Regions from separate parts of the Mus musculus genome. Here region 1 is linked to region 2. A link is a contact called in public Hi-C data. All regions are on one chromosome and are shown on one strand. The core of a region is the stretch at or near the end of the contact, and the rest is flanking DNA. Distances in the headings are between cores, read along the strand shown. Region 1 has its middle 21 kb from the start of Ces1h. Region 2 holds the start of Ces1f (carboxylesterase 1F).

Region 1 (6,032 bases), core at 451-2,950, 120 kb after region 2:
TTCTAAGATATTTACAAAAATTTCCATTCTAAGTTCAGCAATATTATCACCAACAATCCAGGAAGTTTGTAAACAATATTTTCCCTGATGTTTTCTGCCACCTGCTGGACTGTGAGAAATTCACAGGTGAAGTAGTGATTTAAACGAATAAGATTTTAAAATGTTTAAGGGGAGGGTTCTATTTAAAGCTTTTCTTTCCTTCTTTCTTTCTTTCTTTCTTTCTTTCTTTCTTTCTTTCTTTTTAAATTTTCATTTCATACAATAGCAGTACTTAGGAGTTAGCCTGTTTAATCTTGTGATCCATGTCTGTGTAGGAATAGTTGAGGCAATGAAATATTTTGCAACAATCAGCAATTTTTTAAGATCACAAGACTCTCTTTTAAAAAAAAGAAAGAAAAAAAATGCATCATTAAGTATAATCCTCTGTTCGTCAGAGGGGAAGGTACATGTGTACAAATCCTGCCAAGGATTCAAATCTCTCTCCTAGACTTTGTTTCAGGGAAAAGAAAGAAATGTAATGAGTCTACTGTTTCTCCGAATATTTCTTCCCTCCTTGTTGACTTTGGGTTTGCTTCAACCTCTAGAACCACAAACCAACAGGAACTTAGGAGATGGAAAGGACCTTTAAGCCCCTTAAACTAGATGATGGTGGTCAGGGTCTCCACTAAGCATAAGATGTTATCATGATTCTTCTCTCAAACTGCATCACAACCAGCAATGGAACCTAGAACTTCATAGTCAGGGCAACAGCCAAGGCATGCAACAGTCTTGCTTCCAGTGCCCTGCATGCACTGCCAAAGTCTGCTGTCTTGGGGCAACTGGCTATGAAGACCAGTGATATTTCCACAATTTCAGGGTCTACAGAAGTTCACTGTGTCCTGGAATCTCACTTTAGCCCCAACATAAATGACAGTGGCTGAACTCCATGGAGTTTTTATATAGGTAGACTGGTGAACTGTCTCCTTGCACACATGATTAGATTGAGCCATTTACTAAGAGCAAAGTACTCCTTGAAGCTGTCATGTCCATCTACCTTCATATTCTGCCTGACCGCAATGTCAAAGGTGACCTCCATTGGGAAAAAGGAAATCTGAGCTCTTCTCCACCAGTGCCTGAGGTTGGATCAACATATCCAGTGTGTATAAAACACCTCCATGTGGATTAGGTGATCCTTCACCCATCGAGAGGACAACAACCCAGGAGCATCCAACGAGAGTCCTGCTGTCATGTTCTTTGATTCAGACATCTAAAGACTATACCACAGCAGATAGCAGGTACCTAATTGAATGTAATCCAAATAGACCATCTACCTGGTCATTTCACCAGCAGCATGACACACCATGGGCTGTGAGTATCCAGCTAAAGGTCAAAGAGGAAATAACAGGTTGCAGGGTGAAATAGAGCCTACGCCTGAAAAGCCTGACAAGAGTCAGATATGGAAATCCCAGGATGAAGGTTGATTACAGGTAGAACAGTAAGAGTGCCAAAGGCCCTCAGGACGAGGCTGTAACTGAGGTGAAGTGTTGTGCATGGTGGAGAGGTTCACAAGCACCCTACTGTCACATAGAGGAAGGTGCTCAGAAACACCACAACCAAAAGTACTGAAGGTTGTGAGAACACTTTCAGCCTGGTGATCCTGTGCACTCTGGCCCTCACAGCACTCTCACTAGCCCTGAGGACACCACAAAGAACATGAAAGGAGGCTGCATGGAACGGCAGATGAATTGAATGAAGCAACTCAGCCCCAGCCAAAACAAACTGCCTGTGTTGTCATAAGAGCAAAACACTTGCCGGCCAAAAGTGAAAAGAGGTGCTCAGAGGAGAAACATTATGAAACCCATGAGATGGGGAATGAACCTCAAAAACCAAACAAACTAACTAACTAAAGGGGGGAGGGACACCACCCCCAGCCTGACTTTCTGGAGGAGCTCAGGTCCAAATCTGAGTACACACTGTCAACAATGGTAGCATCAACAACATCTGAATACCCGAGGTCAAGGAAAAGGCTCTTGCAGATCAAGAGGAGGGCAGAGGACTAGACCACAGCCCTGGTGTCACAGGCATGGTAAAGGAAATCAGAATTGAGCTAGGCCCAGGGTCACAAGATGAGTTCTTAACTTCTGCCTTCAAACTACAAATCACTCAAGGAGACAGGCAGACACTAAAAGGACAACCAGTGGTTCAGTGGCAAAGTCATCAATTTTTGGGGGGGGGGGGAAATAGGGGGGTCTTTTTTATTTTTTTATTAGATATTTTTTACTTACATTTCAAATATCCCCTTTCCTGGTTTTCCTCTGAAAATCCCCTACCCTTTCCCCTCTCCCCCTGTTCACCAACCCACCCACTCCTATTTCCTGGCCATGGCATTCCCCTACACTGGGGCATAGAGCCTTCACAGGACCAAGGGCCTCTCCTCCCACTGATGACCAACAAGGCCATCCTCTGCTACATATGCACCTGGAGCCATGAGTCCCACCATGTGTTTTCTTTGGTTGATGGTTTAGTCCCTGAGAGCTCTGGGAGTACTGGTTAGTTTATATTGTTGTTTCTCCTAAGGGGGTGCAAACCCCTTCAGCTCCTTGGGTCCTTTCTCTAGCTCCTGCATTGGGGACCCTGTGCTCAGTCCAATGGATGACTGTGAGCATCCACTTTTGTATTTGTCAGGCACTGGTAGAGCCTCTCAGGAGACAGCTATAACAGGCTTCTGTCAGCAAGCACTTGTTGGCATCCACAAAAGTGTCTGGGTTTGGTGATTGTATAATGGGAAGGATCCCCAAGTGGGGCAGTCTCTGAATAATCACTCCTTCAGTCTCTGCTCCATACTTTGTAACTCCTTCCATGGACACAGAAAATGTGGTACATTACACAATGGAGTACTTCTCAACTCTTAAAAACAATGAATTTATGAAATACTTAGGCAAATGGATGGATCTGGAGGATACCATCCCGAGTAAAGTAACCCAATCACAAAAGAACACACATGGTATGCACTCACTGATAAAGTAATCAATTTTTACATGAGTCTTCTCATGGAAAGAAATTAAAGTCAAAGTCACCCTGCACTGCATACATTTAATGTCTTCTTTTATACAAAATTAAAGTGTGAGGGCTTCCAGTCAGCCAAAAGATGGACCCAGGCAGTTAATCTCTTTGCAAAGGAGCTTATTCTGGTACCCAATCACCTGCATGCTTAGTGGAGACTGGTGGTTGATCTACAGAAGAAGAGTATTGTCTACCTAGATTCGATGGGACAGAAAAAGCCTGACATCCATCCTTCAGCTGATTGTCCACTGTCTGCAGGATGAGAACAAATGGAGGATTGTGGATCAGATTGAAACCCTGTGGAGGGGAATCAATACGGCATGCCAGCAGAGGAGATTCCTCCGCAGCTGAATGGGAGCAATTGTGGAATATTAACCTGTTGATATGCAGACTACATTTCCAGAGGCCAACCCATCACCTCTCAGCAGCACATGCCTCTGTTTAGGAGGAAGATGGTGTGGGAAACCCAGCATAAGCACTTACTGTAGCAACACCCACCTGCTGCAGTCTTTCATGGGTGTGGCCAAGGACTTCAGGCTGGGTGGTGGGGGAAGAGCTTTGAAATAGTTTTGGGCTGTAAAAAGTGAGTGATGCCCCACCCTCCTCTATGCAGTGCTAACATAGAGAAAGGAACAGCCCCATTTGAAGCACTCTATATGTGCGTGCACGCACACACACACGTTAGAAACGAAACCCACACAACACATGCTCACAGGCTCTCTGCTTTAAAGAGTTTATTTGTGACTGGGATTGATTTTGAATCTTAATTCAATTTTTCCCCTTTTTTTCTTTTGTAATTTTGCTCTCCTTGTGCATGTTTTAGCTCACTGTCAGTAGCTATTTCCCAGTTCTTTTTAGTATTTAATTTTCAATTGCTTATTTGAAAGGAATGTCAGTTCCAGTACCAGTCTCCCCAGCAAGTCAGGCTGGTTACCCAATGTGGAGCACTATAGGAGTTTCACAGTATAATTGAGCTCTGACCACGTGACCTGGGTCTGGGTCCAGCATTTCAAGGGTCATCAAGTGTCAGCATTTCAAGATACATCATCACCTAGAATTAAAAAATGATCTTTTTTTTTTTGAAGTCGAATGAAGGAACTGGAAAGTTCAATATGGATTTTTGACTCAGGTTTCCTTGTACATAAGCTTCAGTCTTGTGAGTACTATGGAACTGTGTCTTGCAAAACCTAGTCAGCTCAAAGCTATTTTTCTTTAATACATTTTTTGTATATGTTAAGCTGAAATTAATTATTTTCATCAATATTTATATTCCCCACCCTATGAACACAATTAGTACAGATTTAATGATAGTGTTAAAATTGCCAATCATAAATGTTTTACATAAGGATGTTTGAATTCAATTCTGTTAAATATAAACCTTACATTTGTGTCCATGAAGATTTTATTTAATACGGTTTTTTTGTTTGTTTTTGGGGTGTTTGTTTGTTTGTTTGTTTGTTTGTTTGTTTTTCGAGACAGGGTTTCTCTGTATAGCCCTGGCTGTCCTGGAACTCACTTTGTGGACCAGGCTGGCCTTGAACTCAGAAATCCGCTTGGCTCTGCCTCCCAAGTGCTGGGATTAAAGGCATGCACCACCACTGTCTGGCTTAATATGGTTTTATGTTGTTTGAATATATGAGATCTATCTTGGCCCTGATGTTTGATGGCCATGGTGTCATGAGACTGTCTGAGAGTCCTGGCCTGGCAGACAGATACCAGAACACAAATCCTCTGTGAGGCTGGGAACTCTTCATATATATTCATGCCAATGATTATTCTTTTGTTCTGAGCCTTTGATACAAAAATGGAACACTTTAATGAAGACCCCTCTATACTGGATTATAGAAGATGCTTGATATTGCAGAACACAAAGACACCATGAAGAGTGGCAGGGGATGGACCATCCAGAGACTACCCCACCCGGGGATCCATCTCATAATCAACCACCAAATGCAGACACTATTGCATATGCCAGCAAGATTTTGCTGACAGGACCCTGATATAGCTTTCTCATGTGAGGCTATGCCAGTGCCTGGCAAATACAGAAGTGGATGCTCACAGTCATGGAACACAGGGCCCCCAATGGAGAAGCTAGAGAAAGTACCAAAGGAGCTGAAGGGATCTGCAACCCTATAGGTGGAACAACAATATGAACTAACCAGTACCCCCGGAGCTCGTGTCTCTAGCTGCATATGTAGCAGAAGATAGCCTAGTCAACCATCATTGGGAAGAGAGGCCCCTTGGTCTTTCGAACTTTATATGCCCCAATACAAGGGAACACCAGGGCCAAGAAGTGTGAGTGGGTGGGTAGGGGAGCAGGGCAGGGAGGAGGGAATAGGGGACTTTCAGAATAGCATTTGAAATGTAAATGAAGAAAATATCTAATAAAATTTGAGAAAAAAAAGAGTGTCAGGGATGTGTAGCCTCAATGTAATGTGAATAGGGATCTCTGGGATTCTCTTGCATTTACAGTTTTTCTATAGCGATCTCTATCCCTGGGTCTACTTCAAGGTCAATAGTCAGAGATTGAGCTCCTAAGCAAAGACAAACTGAGACCTTAGAACCCTGTGGACCCAGGTAAGGCTTTCTTCCCTGATTTTGTAAGCTAATGAGTTTTTCTCTCTTGTTCAGTGATTTTCTTTTTCTTTCACTTTTTTCAACTTAGCATAATTTAGAATCATCTGTGAGGAGGGAACCTCCTGCTTTGAGGATTTGCCTCCATCAGACTAAGGTATGGGCATTTCCTTGATGACTCATATGTTAGGGGTGGGAGGGAAATTATAAACACATATGAAATTATCAAAAGAAAAACTATTACTTAAAACATAATCATTGCTGTAGGAGTGCTTTCAAGAAAGTTATATTATTTTCTAGGAGAAAAGAATTTAAACATGAGCCATCATGCCATGGAACTTAGCATATTCCTTGGGGAAATGGTGAATTAATTTCCATATTCTGTTCACTGTACAACTCAGATGTGTGGGTCAAGG
Region 2 (6,177 bases), core at 1,013-3,512:
GGATATGAGGTGATCCATAGATTGAAACATGGAGTGTTGATAATATTTTTTCCTTTGTGAATTCAAGAGATGTTGCCTGTGCTTGGGTCCCATTTACAATCAGGAGGAAACTGCTTAAAAAGATATGGAGTTACTTATGAGGAATAGGGACTTGCTCCATGCCCTGATATGGTGGTGCTAAGGAGGGAAAGAAGGCTCCAGGTGAATCTGCAATAGCAGCTCTGTGTGGGATGAGCGCAAGGGAAAGGACCTGAGATAGCCTGATAAATGAACTAGGACTCTTGGGGTATACTTATGACCCCACTGCTTGGAAGACTGAGGCAGGGAGAAACCACCTTAGTTTCTAGAAAAGCTTGGGCTATATATCAAATGAAAAAAAAAAAAAGTATAACCTGAGCTGCATAGTAAGACAAACAAAAACAGCATTGCACATGATCATCTCCAGTTGAAAGATCAGAAAGGGGCAGATGGCTCTGTCCAATTGAGCTGAGGGTATGGAGAGCGCGCGTGCGAGAGAGAGAGAGAGAGAGAGAGAGAGAGAGAGAGAGAGAGAGAGAGAGAGAGAGAGAGAGAGACTCCATCCACTATAAGAGTGTAACATAAGAGAGAGAGCCAAGATCACAGAGAGGCACAGCTATAGCTGAGTGAGAACACCCACCAAGAGTTCTGGCAGGAGAAGGCATGAACCATGGAAGCCTTAAGAGGAGGAGGAGAGGGAGGAGGAGGAAGAGGAGGAAGAGGAGGAAGAGGAGCAGGAGGAGGGGGAGGAGGGGGAGGAGGATGACCAGGAGGAGGAGGGATAAAAAAATACTTCCGAGATGAAAGAGGGCAAAGTCTGATTATAGGTGACTAGGCATGGCTGAATTAACTATGAACTTTCAACAGGATTACCTAGAGCAAAATGTGCTTGCATGCAAGGGGTGGGGGTAGGGTGAGAACATTGCCAACAGAAGCTATGACTTACAACATTGCACACACATGTAATGCCTACTGTATACCAGAGGTACATCCCAGTTTCTTGAATTCATAACAATATCGTCTTTCTAGGTAACTATTGGTGTGTCTATTTAACTTGGAAGAATCAATCCTGTGTGGAGTTCCTAAAAATGGAGAGTATGCCGTTGCCAGGGTAACCAGCAGCAAAGGCATGTTCTGCTTCAAATCTGGGTCCTTCAGTTCCAGGCCTCTCTCAACGTCACCTGTCCACACAGGGTGAGGCATTTAAGGGATTGATTGCTGAGTACTGGCTCTGTATTTAAGTGCTAGAGACAGCCCTGGACATGATTTGCCAGATAAACTTGGAAGAACATACCAGTTTTTACAGGCCACCTATTAATGGCACAGATATACATTGAAATCAATGCTATAACCACATATTTACCATGAATTTAACTCATGTATCTGATGTTTAGGAGGCTATCATGACTCTTGGGAACTGTCTCTCTCAGAGTCTATCAATTTCAGAGGCATGACCCTAACTAAACATCTCCTTTATGATAGCATGGACTACTGTCTGCCTGTCCATCTGCCCTCATTACCCTGAACCTGGTACCAGACACTTGAGATGTGCACTGTTCCCTAAAGTTCCTTGAAATGCTAACAAAAGAGGCATTTGCTACAGGCTCCCCAGCCTGAGCCTCCTCACTGACCTGGCACGTCCTGTCCCCCCTACCTTAGTACTATGACTTTCTTCTTGGGGAAAATGAACAACAAAGTGGTTTTTCAATGACTATTTGGTCCTGATGTGCTAGCTTGACCATACTGTGTATTTTCTATTAGTACATCCTATATTTATGTATTATGTATTAATAATGGAGGACCCACTACATGTAAAGGCATGAAGGGGCATCCTATTGCAAGTGTACCTAAAAAGCTTTAGAAATGAAACCAACTAATCCTCTATAGTCCAGTGAAGTAAGGGAACCAACCTGTCTTGATTCCTCTTGTGCTGGAGTTGGCTCTTCGTCCTCTGTACCTAAGTGTGCTGCAGGGACTCAGGGATTTTAGTGTCTCTTGATCTCAGAGTGTCCTGCACCATGGTGTAGGCCACTTAGAGGCAAATCCAAGTCTGGAGAGTGAGTTCTCCTGCAGAACTAAATCTGTCTTGTCTGTGCTCTATGCACAACCCTGCTACTCTTTGTGTCCCCCACAAATTTGTATTTCAAAAGTACTCACCGCAAATCACACAGGTTGCTAGAGACACCAGGAACAGAGTGCTAAGGAACATCTTGCATGGACAGGCTCCCAAGTCAATGGACCTTCTAACTCTGATCCACAAGGAAGGGGTGTGTAAGGTCCTGCCCACATCCTGGGAACCTCCCAGGAGTCCTGCCCACAGAGCCCAATTACACAATACAGAACTACACACACACACACACACACACACACACACACACACACACACACACAAACACCTCTTTCTCTTCCTTAGCCACAGCTCTTCCAAGTTTACCCTGCTTTATCTGAACACTCATGCACCCAGCATTAGCTGTCTTATATATAAACAATTAGTATGAAACTCTCAGATGACAGATCAACAGCTTCTTTTAAAAAAAAAAACTTTTTATTAGATATTTTCTTCATTTACATTTCAAATGCTATTCCAAAAGTCCCCTATACTCTCCCCCCACCCTGCTCCCCTACCCACTCCCTCCCACTTCTTTCATAAATATTTTTCCTTGTAACACTCTCGCTTCAGAGTGCCAGGAGATCTCAAAGTCAAGCAAATACCTCCAGGCAGTGAAAAGCTTTAGTGAGGTGGGGGGATTCTTATAACAGGCTGAAATTTTTTAGAGAAATTCACAGCTCCACAGCTGTTCACCAGGGAGATCAGGGCACATGTCTCTGCCTCCCTTTTCTAGCATTTTGGACTCTTGTGTTTGGTAACAACGTTAAGCTTCAACTACCCTCCTTGGAGAAGTTTAGATTATTTGTATAGTCATCTTGCCAAGTGGCCCTATCTTGGGCCACATGCAACCAAGTTTGGGAACTCACTCAGTTCAGGGCAGAACTTTAGGTATAGATCTTTCTTATAATAATTCAACTCCATTTCAAAATCCTTGGCTTTTACCACCTACCTGCCCATTGATCCAGGAATACTTTGAATATTAACCAGAACAGATGTGAGGTCAGGAAGAGTCTGGCATATGTGTCCAAGCTGCAAACCATGGGGCTACGGTATAAGCATGCACTTGGGAGAGGGTCTTTCACAAGGTGCTATTGAAGGAAGCTGCTGAGATCCCCTTCCTAGGACCATCAAATGCCTTAGGACAGTGCTTTGGTTGAATACAGTCTGGTACAGCTGGCTAAGCAAATGCCATAGCTCCACTCAAAGTAGCTGTGGGCATCACTGTGTGATCAGGAAATAGAGAGGATCAGCTCAGGAGAGGAAAACACAAGTTATAGATTATCACTTAGTTTAAAGACTTAGTTTCTCTGATAGCTAGGCAGAGAGTTCCAGTCCTACTAACATACCTACAATAATTAAAACCATGAGCAGTAAAAAACTATCTGTACAAAGAGCATTTATTTCTAATATTTTAAGGGGCAGAAACAGCCCAAATAAATGTTCATGAACTGAACAATAAATAAATTGGTCACCTGTGTCCCTCACTGAATATTGTTTGTAAGAGCAGGTGCTGCCATAACTTGAAATTATGAAAAATAAAAGAAGCCAGTCATGAAGCTAATAGGCTTTAGGCTTCCAGTTGCGTGAAGGTTCCAGAACATAAAGATGAACAATGAGGGCTGGTTGCTGAGGGAAAGGAGATGAAGGGGCAATGGAGAGCTGCCAAGGCTGGGGAGCCTGCATTTGGGTTTTGCATTTGTCTGAGGCGTGATGGAAACGTGCTAAGTCGGCAGCGATGTGTAGCTCACTATGCATCTTTTTTTAACCTGCTAGAACCTGCTGGGTTGTATGATTCCTATTTATTTAAGGTTTTTATCCATCCTTCTATTTCGTTGACAAATGTTACTTGAGAGCCTGCAAGCCCTGACCTCAGTGTCCTGTGCGCAGGACAATCTTGCTCAGAGTATCTCAGTGATTCTCACTATGGGGCCCCAAGGCTCAGTTTGGCTGAGGGGCTGGCCCTAGATCTCATCACATAAGAAAAAAGCTGAGGTTGAAAAAAAAACCTGTAGGGCTATGGAGCTATAGTCGTAACTTCTGTGAAGAGTGTCAATTGTACACATGGGACTTCTCTGAGGGAGATATGGGAAAATACCCTTCTACTGGAATTCCCTCCACCTCTCCTCATCAAAATACCCACACAAAACTTCTTATTGGCTCCCACTGTGTTTCCAAGCCTCCAGGGAGGATGAGCACAGAGTACCCTATGGAGGGGTCAGGGGGTCAGAAGAATGAAAGCACGACCCATAGGATTCCAGGGAGAGACAGCAGCTGCGTGACAGAAGAAACTGGGTTGATTCTGTCAGTGTGGATTTCTTTCTGGAAAAATACTGCTTAGCCAGGAGTCACAAGGCCCAGCCCTTCTGTAATTTAACTGAAAATATGGATTTATTTATAGCCAATGAAGTAAAGTGACATTGTGTGTGTGTGTGTGTGTGTGTGTGTGAGGGTGTTGTCCCCAAACCAACATAATGAATGTGAGTTTTCTCCATATAGGATTTTTCCTACAACCAGTTGGAAACCACAACTGTGAGACTGAAGAGATAAGGCAGACACACAGTGACTGTACCTGAGTCCTCAGCCTGTACCTGGATGGCAGCTGCTCTGGAGTTCCAAATGAGGTGTGGGCTTCCTGGGACCAAGAATTATATATATATACATGTATGAATACATAAACATACAAACACACACACACACACACATCATACACATATATGTTTGGGGGCAGCCACTCTTGAGAGGTACAGATATAATGCAAATACACAGTAGCATAGGAGACTGTATTAATTTGGTCTCCAGCCTCTCACCTAAGTGGCAGGACAGAGGCTCACTCCTACAGCTTCTTTCGTAGACCTCAGAATGGGATCTGAGTGGAGCTGGCAGTAAGTATCACGTCTCCTCTTTGCTGGAGTACTTGTGAAACACAGCCTTTGCCCCACTTTTCCTTCTGGCATTAACTAGCTGCTGAGTAGTAAGGCCTTCCCTCCCATCTCACTATTCACCACCATTCCCTGCAACTCTCAAAACAAACTTCTACTACAGGGCTTATCTCAAGTTCCTCTGTAAGACAATCCACCATAGGACAAAGGATGCATGCATTCTGCGATCTGAGATCAAATCACTATGTGTCTGCTGAAAGTTGAGTTGTGCAGGACCCACCCTCAAACTTCCGAATGTGATTGTTTTTAGACATAGGCCCTTTAAAAGATTTGACAGTAAAATAAGGCCATGATGGCAGATGCTAATCCAGTTTGACTGATGTCACCATGGCATGAATTTAGGGTATGCACAGAGGACTCGGCATGTGTATAGAGGAATGGGGGGAGGTGGCCACTGAAAAGAATAAAGGGCTTGAAGGAAAACTAGCCATAGTGGTAACCTGAGCTTCAGTGATCAACCTCCATAAACAAAAGATATGAAGTTAATAGCCTGTATTCAGCCCTGTTTTCCACCAAGCCTGTGTCATCTTACTAAGACAACCCAAATAGAATAACGTACGCGCACAGGCTGATATTTTTCTTCTTGGCCAGGATGTGAGAAGGTATGCCAAATAGCACAAAGTCACTCAATCTCAAAATCAGAAGCGAAGTCCCATGCAAATAACTTCTATAAAGTTGTGATTAGTAATCAGCTGCCCTGCCTGATTTATTAGGGCAATGTCCCAACTGGCAGACTTTTCACAAGACAAAATGCCTTGATCTTTTGCATAGTGACACTGTCAGTTCAATGACCAAAGTTAAGGAGGGAATGGCTAGGCCTTCGAAAGGTCTATAAGAGGAAACAGGAACCTCGAGAGAAGAGTTTTCTCCACTAGGTCAGGCCAATGTTGATAACCAAGCCAGCATTCCACCACCCCAGACATGCTCATGAGATCTTCCCCAAGACCTGTGCCTTTACCTGCAGTGAAGTTTCTAGAGATCTCAGGTTTAAAAGATGTTCTTTCACACTCTGTGACAAGGTGTTGAGACCTTCATTGACTGTGGGAACTTAGTTAAGGAATCAGTATGTAGGCAAGTTCTACTTTGCAAAGATTGGTGTGGGCTTACATT

The links. A called contact is a pair of places that touch in the nucleus more often than the background predicts.
Region 1: a contact with region 2 is called in a Hi-C map of liver, with 4 times the contacts expected there. The contact joins the enhancer-like site here to the promoter of Ces1f in region 2. A contact is called at or near these places in 4 of 39 promoter capture datasets (the 3T3-L1 cell line, 3T3-L1-derived adipocytes and liver), 10 of 484 Hi-C or Micro-C datasets (3T3-L1-derived adipocytes, cerebral cortex, forebrain and 2 more), 5 of 115 datasets of contacts at active chromatin or transcription factors (the 230-238 cell line, hepatocytes, intestinal crypt epithelium and 2 more) and 4 of 9 other capture datasets (adipose tissue, embryonic stem cells, liver and 1 more).

The regions. Positions count from the first base shown.
Region 1 is chr8:93,398,156-93,404,187 of GRCm38.p6, forward strand. No RefSeq gene overlaps it. Among named protein-coding and RNA genes, the nearest start is that of Ces1h, 21 kb to the left of the region's middle. Within about 2 kb of position 1,701, at least 6 of the 459 cell types and tissues checked have an H3K27ac peak or open chromatin away from gene starts, as enhancers often do. A contact at or near this core is called in hepatocytes and liver, where this site is marked.
Region 2 is chr8:93,277,474-93,283,650 of GRCm38.p6, forward strand. Ces1f (carboxylesterase 1F) reads right to left here and starts at 2,263. Exons shown (of 14, transcript NM_144930.2): 1 at 2,176-2,263. The coding sequence starts at 2,227.